Linked DNA regions of Hordeum vulgare: region 2 is linked to region 1. Evidence: chromatin contacts called from public Hi-C data. All regions are on one chromosome and are shown on one strand. The core of a region is the stretch at or near the end of the contact, and the rest is flanking DNA. Distances in the headings are between cores, read along the strand shown. Region 1 holds the start of LOC123428564 (putative 1-phosphatidylinositol-3-phosphate 5-kinase FAB1D). Region 2 holds the start of LOC123428568 (translation initiation factor IF-2).

What was found. A called contact is a pair of places that touch in the nucleus more often than the background predicts.
Region 2: a contact with region 1 is called in a Hi-C map of leaf, with 3 times the contacts expected there. The contact joins the promoter of LOC123428568 here to the promoter of LOC123428564 in region 1. A contact is called at or near these places in 4 of 6 Hi-C or Micro-C datasets (leaf and seedling) and 1 of 1 datasets of contacts at active chromatin or transcription factors (embryo).

Annotation. Positions count from the first base shown.
Region 1 is chr2H:663,568,692-663,575,120 of MorexV3_pseudomolecules_assembly, reverse strand. LOC123428564 (putative 1-phosphatidylinositol-3-phosphate 5-kinase FAB1D) reads right to left here and starts at 3,855. Exons shown (of 11, transcript XM_045112781.1): 1 at 3,518-3,855; 2 at 2,388-2,948; 3 at 2,156-2,300; 4 at 1,664-2,008; 5 at 726-1,574; 6 at 112-446. The coding sequence starts at 2,620.
Region 2 is chr2H:663,741,087-663,747,458 of MorexV3_pseudomolecules_assembly, reverse strand. LOC123428568 (translation initiation factor IF-2) reads right to left here and starts at 3,041. Exons shown (of 10, transcript XM_045112787.1): 1 at 2,400-3,041; 2 at 2,207-2,304; 3 at 2,068-2,113; 4 at 1,850-1,932; 5 at 1,567-1,628; 6 at 1,315-1,376; 7 at 1,040-1,099; 8 at 894-926; 9 at 724-789; 10 at 263-603. The coding sequence starts at 2,969. The coding sequence ends at 547. It overlaps LOC123428569 (tubulin-folding cofactor B), which reads left to right and starts at 3,019. Exons shown (of 9, transcript XM_045112788.1): 1 at 3,019-3,323; 2 at 3,400-3,551; 3 at 3,644-3,762; 4 at 3,974-4,035; 5 at 4,120-4,158; 6 at 4,845-4,978; 7 at 5,083-5,152; 8 at 5,357-5,407. The coding sequence starts at 3,225. The coding sequence ends at 5,407. LOC123428567 (probable LRR receptor-like serine/threonine-protein kinase At3g47570) reads right to left here. Exons shown (of 3, transcript XM_045112786.1): 3 at 5,801-6,372. The coding sequence ends at 6,082.

The DNA.
Region 1 (6,429 bases), core at 2,606-5,105:
GAAGAAAAGAAATATCAATATTCCTTTTTGCAAGAGAAAGAATAAAACTAAAAATATAGACAAAATAATATAACTTCTTGGAACCAAATGCTAAAAGGCGCTTGAGCATACCCAAAAAAGCGCAAGCAGTCCCTGTTCACCGAGTGTCCACATACTGACAGTCTTCTATCAGCAGAGTGGCTTGAGAAGCTGAGTTCAAGGAACTTCCCGAATGAGAGGTTCCGTGCCTCGGCCGACATCATCACTCTTCGAGATGATTTGGATATTCCGCTTTCCTGCTCGCATCTTAGGCATCTAGTCCACATCCAAATTTTTCCTTTGGATTCACCAGACAGGCGATGGTCAGGCAGCAAACGCTTCACAAGAACTGTAAGGTTACCATCGCGGTGGGTGTAAGAGTACACGTGAGCCTCCGGAGGCTCTCCGCATGAGAAACAGCTTAGGTTCTGCCACAAATAAAAATTTAGGAATCTTGAGCAGTTTAGGACGACTTCAGAGGGCAGAAAAGCTTTTTGAAGAAAAATGTTATGTATAAAAAGAAAAAAAAGTAAAAGAACATATTTGTAAGTACCAAATTTATGCAGCTGACATAAGTGAGATAAAACAATAAATATTTTCTTTCACAAAAAGTCCTACTACTTTTTTTTTGGTAAGTAAAAAGAGTGCGCTGTATATCATTTAAACTGTTCATCGTAAGCGGGGTATACTGTAATAAATGAAGTTACCTGATTCTGCAAAATGTCTTGCAAATATCGGCCTAAAGAGACATCAAAATTTCCATAATAATTTATCCGAGACAGATGACTCTGCTCACAGATGACCTGTTTTACGATGCATTGGCTGGACATCAAAATAAGTATGCTCTGAGAATCCAACACATCATCAACCTCGTCAACGGATGAGGTTTTCTCTTCGCTGTTAGCGGCGTTTTCCAATATAGCTGATAATTGCCCACATGTTGGATGATCAGCCAGTGTCATTTGTTGATCTGTTTGTTTCTGGAAATCTTGTAAACTGTCCGTGTACTCACCGGAATCAGCTGGTCCATCTGTCATTAACATGGCATGAATACCTTCACTTGGTACTTGTTGATTGAGCTCAGGTGTTCCTCCTTTCTGGTGATCAGCTGTCTCTTGAGAAGTGACAGGTAGATAAATATTCTGACGGCGGAATTTATCGATGAATCCTCTCAGTGACCCCGAGACTGATGATACTAGCATTTTTTCAGAAGGAAGTGCATGGTTTGAATGGATGGTTCTGCTTGTACCCTCCGTGAGCTCCCTTGAGCAGCCATCCGTCGGTGAGTATAAAGCATCTGAACTTGCCTCTGCATCAGAATTATGTTCCAGTGATCTGTTATGCGTGAGCGTGACATCATTCTCTGTATGACTGACAGGAAATGATGGCCCTTCCTTCACACCAACAGAGTTTGGAGCACTTCCGTCATTCAAGAATACCCTCTGATCCTCAAAGAAGGATGCCTCGAGAACCAGGTGATATGCCGCAAACACGGTGTAGAGCATGACTTGCTTGACTTTCTTCAGTTCTTCGCTGTTTGCTCCTCGCAATAATATCTGCAGAAAGCAAAATTTATAAGGGCTTCATGAAATAGATTCAACATGAATGAATCTTATACTGTACATGATGGACAAAGCGCACATACCGTGCATCCCAACGGCCTGGGAAACCCTTCCAAGAACATCAACGTTTTCAACGGCCGCTTCCCGCCCTCACCACCGGCACCGTTATGCTCCTCGGTGACCTTTTCGATGTGGAAGTAGTCGCACTGCTTGAGCTTTGTCGTGGTCATGATGTCTAAAACAGAGACTATAGGAGATCCAGAGCAGCGAGCAATCCTCTGCAACCGGTCGAGCTTCATATCGAGCACCAGGGTGACACCTTGGTTCAGTAGAAGCTCCTGTATGTCCCGCGAAACTGTTTTTTCCACCAGGATGACATCTGGACCACATTTCTCCATCACTTGGCTGATTGCCTTTTCCAAATGGTCCTTTTCCTTGTAAAAAAAAATATATATAAAAACTCTCAAGTTGTGTTTCAGAAAAGAGCATAAATCATCTCTGACATAAAAAAAGACAGTAGAAATGCGGATTCAGTATTTGAAGAAAATCAAATCATATATATGTGTAGTCCCAACCTGTTCCATGGAATCAAATGATGACAGACCGACATCTGAGTCCCCGAGGGCGCCTCGGAGCAGAAGCAGCTTGGGGTTGTGGCACTTGGTGGGCATGTGTTTGTGAGCTGCATACTTCCTGAACACCAACCCGTTGATCACCTCACTGCAAACAAGACACAAACAGCTCCATCAGAACACTCTATCGCCGCATATATGTCTTGTAGTTAGGAGGCTGGTATATGTTTGTTACCATTGTCGGCGGGTGCCGGTGGCAACACGCTTGACCTTGATGTAAGACCCAGGGTCCATTTCATTTCCGGCTTTGCCGTCAGGCTTGATGAGCAGAGCAGCCTCCCAGGACAGGGCGGTGACGATGTCGAGCCAGCCCTCGCCACCGTCGTCTTCCCGGGGCAAGGATATGCCTGCGGACGCCAGGAACCTGGTGGTGAGCATCTTGAGCTGCCTGTCCATGGCCCTGAGCATCCCCGTGTGCCGCTCCTCCCTGGGACTGGGACTAGGACTCGGGCTGGGTTCAGAGTCACTGGAGCTCGGCTGCCCCCAACTGATACCATCATGCCATTCATCATCGTCGCCGTCATCATCATCATCATCATTTGTGTGTGCACCCAAATGGTTTGTATCATCATCATCATCGTTGCCGGCCGCCTCTGGCGGCACCCAGACAGCATCACCGTCCTCGGCGTTGATGAATTCAGCAGCACCGTCAGAGTCGTCGGCATGCTTGGCGGTGGCTTGGTACGCCGGCAGCAGGAAATGGACACGGTTGAGTTTACCGTCGACACCGCCCTCCCTACAGCAGGCACATTATTATCACCTCCGAAGCGGACATGGTATTATACATGAATGAATGAGATGACAGGAGACACACATACCTACTAGTAGTAGTAGTAATGTTGGTGGTGATGATGAGCGTATTGATATTCATGGCCAGATTATCACTGAAATTAAGCTTAGATGCCCTTGCTGCGCATATGTGTCATCATCAGCATGGGCTGAAATGAAGAAATATCTCTGAATTTCCTGCCCCCTTTCTTGCTTGTGTAAGCTGGAAGTGGAAGATATATCCCTTAAAAGATAGGAATGAATTATAATCAATCGATTGTTTGTTAAGGTCAGCGGCTTATAATTGGGAAAGCAGTGGTGGTGCATCTGAATTTGAGGAACATTCATATCATATCATATCATATCCATTGAGAGTAAAAGTTTGAGATTGTATGTTATGTAGTACGTACTGTGTATATGGATAGAGAAGAGAGGAAGGGAATTTCTGTTCTAGTACATATCGAAAAAAAATCAATCAATGAATTGCTTAACCCATCCGTCCGTACTAGTAGTAGTAGTAGGCAGAGAGCAACTTACTCGATAAGGTTTGCAGCTAATTGGTTAGTAGGTGTCGCCTCGGAGGACCCGAAATCAGAAGCCGCCGACGAGAGAAGAAGAAGAAGAAGCAGGCGGTGGACGGAGTTGGACCTGGAATGGAACCAGCAGGCAGCAACAGCAGGCAGTTGCCGCCGGCGAGAGAAGAGAAGATGGTGGTGGTGGACTGGAACCAGGGGCAGCAATGGAGCAACAGAGGAGGGAAGAAATAGGAGAATGAGAGGAAGAAGACGACGAACAAGTCGTCCTATCAATCCAAGAGAGAAGAAGACGACGATGGCTGGCTGGCTGGCTGACTGGTAACTACTCGTGTCGGTGTCTCCCTCCTTCCCCTCCCCCTCCCCCTCAGCTAGCAACCAATCGGCCCAAGCAAGGATTGAGGAGATGGGAGACGATGATTTGACGAGGCGGAACTCAAAACGAAACGATTGATTGATTGTTTTCCTAAAATCTATCTATCTTTCTTTCTTGTGTGCCGGCCTCTCTTTCTTGAAATGATACGATTTTCTTTTTTGCAGAGAGTCTACTAGGCAATCCACAAACTAGGCCAGTTTATATATAATAGTAATATAACTAGTTACTACTTCTCTTGTTAAAAGATTGCAGCACGTTAATTACTGTCCCTCTCGTCTAGTGTAGGTGTAGATACGCCGCGTGGGGCGACAGGCCCAAGAGAAAAAAGAAAGAAAATAGTAGACGTACTAAGCTGCATGACATGCATGCTGACACGTGGCCGATCCATTAGCATCCACCGTCTTCTCCTGTCCAGCTTAGCCATTCCATGAATCAAATCAAACTTGTCTGACGCTGCTTGCTTTGCATCTGCCGCCCTGAATTATTGATTGATTGGAACCTATGAGGAGGCACGCGCCGTTTTCTTCCCATTCATTCATTCATTCATTAATTAACTGTCTCAACTTTTTCGTTAAAAAAATTAACTGTTTTAACTTTATATATACTACTAACTTTAATATAAAATTACATTAAACTTAAAACATTTATTTTAACATGGAAACATCCTCCTTCCATTCATTAATCTGTTATCAATTATTATTACCTTAGGCGAATTCTATCTTCTTTAGTTTAGAATTAGTCTTTAATTTAGGTAGATTACAACTTTTTTTTGTGCGTCAGATGGCAAGATTTGGTGCGAGGTCCTTGGACCAAATCAAGCATTTAACTGCATCGATTGCGGCACCGGCGTGTTGGTCCTTAGCGGCATGTGCACCAAGGCTTTCTGCCTGTCATCGACAAGGTTAAGCGGTTCCATGAAATAGAAGCGACGACAGCCGATTGTTCTACCATCGACAAGTGGTCCAGGAATCTCGGTATAAATTTTATTGTGTTTGAGATGCCATACGATTTTTTTTAATAAACCAGATTCCTTTAAAAAGTCATATTACACAGTTGAGGATATCTTCCAACTTATGAAATTATTATTCCATTTACATGGTTTATTACACCAAGGAATTAAATAATTAACCCCCAAATCGTCAGTATAAATTAAAAGCGATGCTGACTCTCATATCCATTTCGGTCCAGTCAGAGTCGATTATAGCTGTTCGTTTTTCTTCTCTAGATGGGACGTCACTTTAGACACAGTGGTTTGCAGTTGTTCTTTGTTCCTAACTTAACGTTCTGCATTAAGTTTGCACAATAAAATTTGAATTTTCCTTCAAGCTTTTTCTACCATTTCCATCGGTTGTTAGGGCAACCTATTTCCTCTAGGTAGGCAAGACGGTGACCGCTCCCTGAAAGTGAAATAAGTTTTTCCGCACCTAGCCCCCGCCTCGATGGTGTATCTAGCATCACCAGATGGCGCATAGAGGAGTGCCTCCGACGGATCTTGTAGAATTCGGTCGGTTGTTGTCTTTGGTGGACCTGCTCATGTTTCAGTCTTCGTTCGTGTGTCTACAGGTTGGTTCCTTATAATCTACACTTTTCATTGATGGTTGTTATTCTGGTGTGTCGGTCCTATGAGGTCCTTAACACGATAACTTTTCGACTATCTACTACAATAAATTTTGACCGACTCTTATATGAAAGGGACGATGGAGGAGACATCCTTTCGTCTGGCTTCAGTGTTTGTAGTCGTCGGTATATTATCTAGAAATCTGAATGTAATTTTTATAATTTCTGCTATTCTTACTATCATGATTAAAGATGAATAAACTGATTTTTTTTTTTGAAAAAAAGAACAGTTTACATGTGTATAGGCCGGCAACCGAGATCCTCGAAGTTGAGTCACCTAAACTTTGTGGTGGCTAGCATGTGAGTACACCAAGTCACCTAACTTTTTGGCCGGGAAAACTTCTAATCTGTTCATCAACTATCATGGTAGTACAAAGAACGCCAAAAGCAAAAAAATTGCATCCAGATCCGTGTACCATCTAGCGATGACAACAAGCACTTGTTGAGCGAGACGAAGACGCACCATCATCAACATCCCTCTCTCATCGAAATCGGGCAAACTTTGTTGTAGTAGACAAAAGACATCGTGGTAAGGCCTCATGGAACTAGCACACTAGAACAACAATCGCCATTAATGAAAAGAAGAGCAAATCAGAAAGATTCAAGTTATAGAGACACGAAGTTAGACGAACAAAAACAAGATACATGAGGATTCACCAAAGACAGACGCCGACCGTATCCCCCAAGATCCGTGGGAGATAAACCTCCACACGCCCTCCAGTATTACTAAAAAACATTGCTGGACGGGGCTAGGAGAGGAGAACATTATTCCGGAGAGCCACCGTTGTCTCACCTTCCTTACTATGACACAAACCTTACCATAAAAAAACGGAGCGCTCCCACGAACAAGGATCAGGATCCACCACGACTCCATAGCCCTAAAGCCATAGAAGACGACACATGCCGAAGGTTGCATGGTGGGA
Region 2 (6,372 bases), core at 1,792-4,291, 170 kb before region 1:
CATGACAAGGTGCCCTGCATGTCCACGTGCCACACCCCTGAAGCGGCTAGTCACATAAACACTTTTTTATACAGTATATGTTGGTGTTCAACTTGGCATTTTAGTTCTGCTCACATAAACAGAGAACCACACTCAGTTTTTTCGTTCTTTCTTTTGGCCATGGTATATAAACCATGAGAACATCTCGATTTGATTTGTCATAAAAGTCGAGTGTACCAAATTCATTCATTCATTCACCGATCTCCTGATTACATACTGTAGATGCCAAAAAGAACTAACTACCATTCCATTCTTCCAATATAATGTGAGGCTAGCAGCTTCTTCTTCACCTACACTCTCTCTACATATCACAGGATAGAACACAATACCAGCGTACACATGATATCCCTGCCTCAAAACACATGTACGTACTCTACGCATACCAGCGTACACATGATATACCTGCCTCAAAACACATGTACGTTCTCTACGCATCTAACAACATATACTCCCGAGAGATACCTCTCTGTCACGAACTTGTACTTCTACCACTAAAGTACGCTAGGATCAGCTGACATCATCGTCGCCGTGCAGTATCGACTCGAGAAGGGCCTCCTCCTCCTCCTGCGTAAGCACAGCAACAAACACACGTCAGTACCATAATATGGTCATCAATAGCAAAACTAGCTAGGAGCCAACTAGAAAGAAAGAAATAAAGCAATAATTGATCGCTGGCTGGCATACCACCAATGCCGTGAACTCCGTCTCTTCATCTATGGCGCTCACGATACTAGGGTCATCCATCAGGTCCTGCATGTTCACAGTTAGGGTTCATATACAAAGTGCTTCTACATTGCGCTACCTATCATTACAAACGTTGTTCAGCGTATAAGAATAGTGGTAACTGGACTTACATCTTCAGCAATGCGTAGCACACCATCCTTGTCCTGCACAATGACATGCCAATCATTAATTATGCATAACTTCTTTCATTATGGGGTTTATGAAGCATCTAGTTGCCGAGAGTTTCTAAATAAAGTTGGAAGAACAACCGACATACCTTAACTGCAACGAACAGAAGTGGATCGACTGGTGTATAGATCATATAGTGTGCACCGTCCTGCAAACAGAGTATCGACGCTAAGTGCCAGCAATAACATATTCACAAGCATGCCGACCGTGAGATATTTGCAATGGCAGCAAGGCATGAATATGTTAACTATTCTGACAAGGCAAATAAATTACAGTCACCGCATCTCTCTACTTGGTCGGAATTTGATTCTTTGGCTACAGCCACAAAACAGGAAGATAAGTAAAGGAATCTAATTTACTCACCAAATTGAAGTTGCAAATCTCTACACCTTCAAAAGGTGCCTCCCCGCTACCACCACTAGAATCTGCAATTTTAATATGACAAATCAAATAGGTAACTAAACAACTAGATGCACATCACACAAGAGATACACCAACTTTTAAATTCATAGCAAGAAAGATATCATTGAAACCTTTTCTTACAAGCAGGAACCTATTTTTTGGGGGGATTACTGACAAAATAATACCACTAGACAGGTTCGTGCTTCTGGTTACCGTGGAATTCTTGGATTGCATCTTCAGGAAAGCAGAAGCCACCTCGTGCTGTGTAACAGAATCTGAAACAGAGGGCAAGAGACTATTACACTATCATTTTTCGACAACGGAGAACTCTCCCCAGCCTCTGCACGCAGACCAGAGGGTGAACTATCATAGTGTTAGTGTGTTACATAAGCAATGAACACGGTTAAATGTACACAGCATTTGTAATGCCCTTGTCTCAGTTCAGTTAAAAAGGTTATAAGTTTGCATTTCTATGGTGTTTCTGTGTGACCCTTACCCGCTTTCTACAAAGTGCATATGTACTCTAGCAAGGGCGTACGCAACCGATGGTATGATCTCCTTAATCTGGTCATCGTCAACCTACAACAGAACGGAAGAACACATACCATTTACCTCATTAAAAACCATGTCCAAAACATGAATATTCTAGCATCAACTGAAATGATGCTTGAACTACAAATGAATCGATCACTATGTACGGAACTGGAGACATACGGCAATCCAGCCGCTGAAGTTGGTGCTCTTGAGCACCTGCACAGGCCTGAAAGAAGGAATCGAAACTGTTACCAAGCAGAAGAAGAGGGGAACCACCTATGAACATTGGAATAAATATGTACATAGTGTGGTTGTTTACATGTCGACGGGGCAGAGAAGCAAGCACTCGTGATCCTGCGTGCTGCTGAACACCCTCCTGATTATGCACTCCAACGGTCGATTGTTGGCGTCATCAATCTGCAGAGATTTGCAAGATGAACTTGGTATAATGCATTTCAAGGAGTATGAATGAATGAATTAGCTAGGACAAAGCTGAATGTGATGCAACTGACGATGGTGACGATGCGCTTGGAGGCGGCGGCGATGCACCGGCCCTGGTCGTCCAGCACGAACCCGGCGGGTGGTTTCGGCATGGCGCCGCCCGACCGTGTGCCCCCGGCGAACCTCCCCTCCCCTTCCTCCTCCTCCTCCTCGTAGTTCCTGTACCCCGCCTCGTCGTCGAACTCCTCCTCCCCCCGCCGCAGAGCGGCGACGGGCGAGCGGGCCATGTCTGCCGGCTGCGCGCGGCCGGAGTGCCCCCTGGGCGGCGGCCGGCCGGCTGAGCCCCTCGGCGGCCCGCGGCCCTGGTGCTGGCGGCTGGGCGCGCCAGGAGGGCCCCGCCTCCCTGGCGGACCTCGGTCGTCGCCTTCGCCGTCGTCGTCACGGGGCCTGGGCGGCGGCCCGCGCCGGCGGTTCTGCGGAGGAGGGCCGCGGTTCCTGGGCGGCGGCCGGGACGACCGCTGCTGCCGCGGAGGCGCAGCCGCGCGGACGGAGACGCATCTCCCGCCACCCGGCTGGGCGCCGGCGAGCTGGGCCACCCGTGGGGCAGCCGCCATCCCCATCGCCATCGTCAAAGCCGCCATCTTTGTTTCAGTTTCACTATCCGTTAGCGAGTCGGGAGGTAGAAGACGAGGAGATAACAGATATTTGCTCGCTCGCTCGCTCCAGTCCAGTGGACTCTCACGGGCCTCATTTGAACCCGGGCCGGGCCGGGCCGCAGACGAGCCCACGTGGAGCCGCTACTACTCCCGCATATCGGCGTCGGCGGCTCCTGCTCCTGCTCCGACGACCGCCGCCACCAGCAGTAGCAGAGGGTCGTCGTCGTCACCGCCGGAGACATGTCGAAGCTGCAGATGCCGGCGGACGACAGCGTGGCGCTGCGCGTCACGCACTCCAACCTCGCCACCTTCGCCTCCGACATCCGCGTCTCGCAGCAGGTACGCTCTCCAGCTTGGATCTCGCTTGGCCTGGATCTTGTCTCCAGCTTGGCTCTAATGGCGGCTCTGCTCGCAGACGACCGTGGAGGCGCTCAAGGAGAAGCTGTGGAAGAAGACGGGCACGGCCGTGGGCTCCATGCGCCTCGAGCTCCGGGACGAGGCCGGCGCCAGGGTCGCCGACCTCGACCGCGACGCCGCGCCCCTCGCCGCCTACTCCCCCTACGACGGGTCCGTCCGCCCCCCACCACCTGCATCTCCTCTTACTACAGTAGCATCTTTCCATTGCTATTGATCTGATATGATGGTCGTGTGCTCTGCAGGTACCGGCTGCACATCATCGACCTCGACCCCTCCTCGGTGACCTCCGGCGGGTGGCTGGAAGACACCTCGCTCGTCGAGAAGTACACCATCTCGGACGAGGCGTATGACAAGCTCGGCAGTAAGCTCTCAGGATGCAGCATTCTGTTTCCAGTTTACAAGAAAATGAATTTGGACCCCTTGTAGAATTCTCAGAGTCTGAAACATAGTTGAGCTTATTCCTTAATCAAAGCTTGCATACATCTAGTAGAAGAGTCTGAAATGTAGTTCAGTTTGTCATTTGCAATCGACTCGCTCGACCGTGACATCTAAGCTTCTTTGCAATTGTGCAGCAAACTTCCGGAAGTTCAAAGAGAAGATGGTGGCGAAAACCACTGTATCGGATGATAACCAGGTAAGTTGCCCATGCTCTGGACTTATTTGTTCCTTTCAAGGCTGCAACAGGCCTGTTTACTCTGTTTCTTGTCCTCTTTGGCAGTCAGACAATCAGATGGAGGAATTGTGTGCCAACATCAAGGTCAGTTCATTTTCTTTGCACATGTACATTAGATTCACAGGCTATAAAATGGAATATTGCCAACTCATCTGCAACCACCTCACTTGCCTATGCATATACTGAGTGGTTTTCTTTTCCGAGGAACGATCTTATAGTTTAGCTTGCTACGTATTGACGATTTAGCATGCCAACGCTGTTGTTCCACATTTAGTGTCTGGTATGCAGTTTGCCAGCTAGCATACTGGTTGCGATAATTTCTTCCTAGCATACTAGTTTAACTTTGATGGAATCTGTGGACATGCTTATGTTGCACATGAAATTACTCGTATCCATCTTCCCTTTTTGGTTGCTAACTGGAGCAGCTTTTGGGAGTATTTCAGTGTATATTTCCTTTTAGTAGCTCCCTGATTTGACTAGCAGTTTCAGTAAAGAACAAATGGAATTCCACTTGGTAAGTATGACTATCGAATACTGTGTACTTGACTCAGTTTTGTGCCAAGATAATTAATGACTTATTAACATGGTACTCTGCTTCGTAGGCATGTGATGTACTAATTGTTGGTCCTTGTTCTATTTATTCTTTGCTGTATGCATGAACATTCTGGAGTATGGGTGCAAGATTTCTTCTCCTGTGTCATGAAATGAAATTTATACCTGTTTTTTTTTTACATGTATTGTTTTACAATTCAATATTAACATTGTCACAGGTGGGAGATAGATGTGAACTCGAGCCAGGTGCCAAGAGGGGCACCGTGAAATTCGTCGGCAAAGCTGAAGCCCTTGGGCGTGGATTTTGGGTTGGAGTGCAATACGATGAGCCACTTGGAAAACACGATGGCATGTATGTTTGTTCTCAAACTATCAACAACAAACAACAACAACGCATACCGTTGGAGAAGCAGTTCTTTGTAACATTTTGTTTGGCTTCTGGGGTGCTTGCTGTAGGGTGAAAGGAGTTCGCTTCTTCGAGTGCCCTCAAGGGCATGGAGCAATTGTTAGGCCAGAGAAAGTGAAGGTAGATGCCTACCTACCTTACCTAGTACTCCCTCTGTCCCAAAATAAGTGTCTTTGATTTAGTACAACTTTGTACTAAATCAAAGACACTTATTTTTGGACGGAGGGAGTAGTATATTTTTCTTCGCTTTTTATAACATTCAGTCTTCGTGCATCCCCTTAAAAATTCGGGAGTGGAAGTGTTATTGAGCAGTTTTGTTTGCAGGTTGGCGACTTTCCGGAGAGGGACCCTTTCGATGATGAAGATGAGATATAGGCAAGTTTATGTACTTCGGTGTGGATCGTTTTGGTGTCTCTTCAACTTGTCTCAAATTCATTTGTTATGCAGTCGCTCATCTGTACCTAGTGAGACGATTGAACATGCATGTACTGGCTAGTATTTGTTATGCATTTTTATATAAGCAAAGGAAGGGGATCTAGAACCCATATTTTTATGGAGATTAGTTTCGGTTCAACTTGTCGCTGGATGACTAAAAAGCTCATACCCCAAGAACCAATGACCAAGATTGCGGGCGTTATGGGTATATAAACTTGATACCATTGGATTCATATCCAAAAGTATACGAAAACTCAAAGCACTGTTTTTCATTAGCCACTGGAATCAAAGCAGTAACCTGATTGTAACAAGCATTATCTAGAACTTTACCTATGTGAACCAATGTGGCAATTCAGAAATTCTAAAGATGATACAACAGCAAGGAGAACTGACAATGTGCTAGGAGTAGGATCCACTCGGTACAGTCTTTGATGCAATGAAAAATTGCTGCCAATTTTTTTTTCTACGAGGATTGAAAAGTGCACTACTTGTGCTTCTAGTACAATGACACATGATGACTCTCTTGCATATTCATAAAACAGAAAACAGGAATTGTCACGAAACATACTGGGACATACATTTCAACCACATCGCCACTTCATTGCTCATCCAGATCAGGCGGTTGCTTCAAATCCATGAACATGCATATGAGCGCCGCATGCCTTCTTTATGGCATTCAGCTCCTTGACTACATCGTTCATCTTCATTCTGTGCCTTGGAGAGTCCTCGCAGCAAGCTAGACCAATCTTAAACATAGGTTGTAAGAATATCTCTATGATATGTTGCAGGTTTCCGCTGTAGGATGCACTAGCATCTAATACTTCCAATAGAGTATCAGGATAGGCCATCTTGACATAGTTGACAAGACTTGTCACGCCATCTCTGAAACAGTCAGTTGGCCTTCT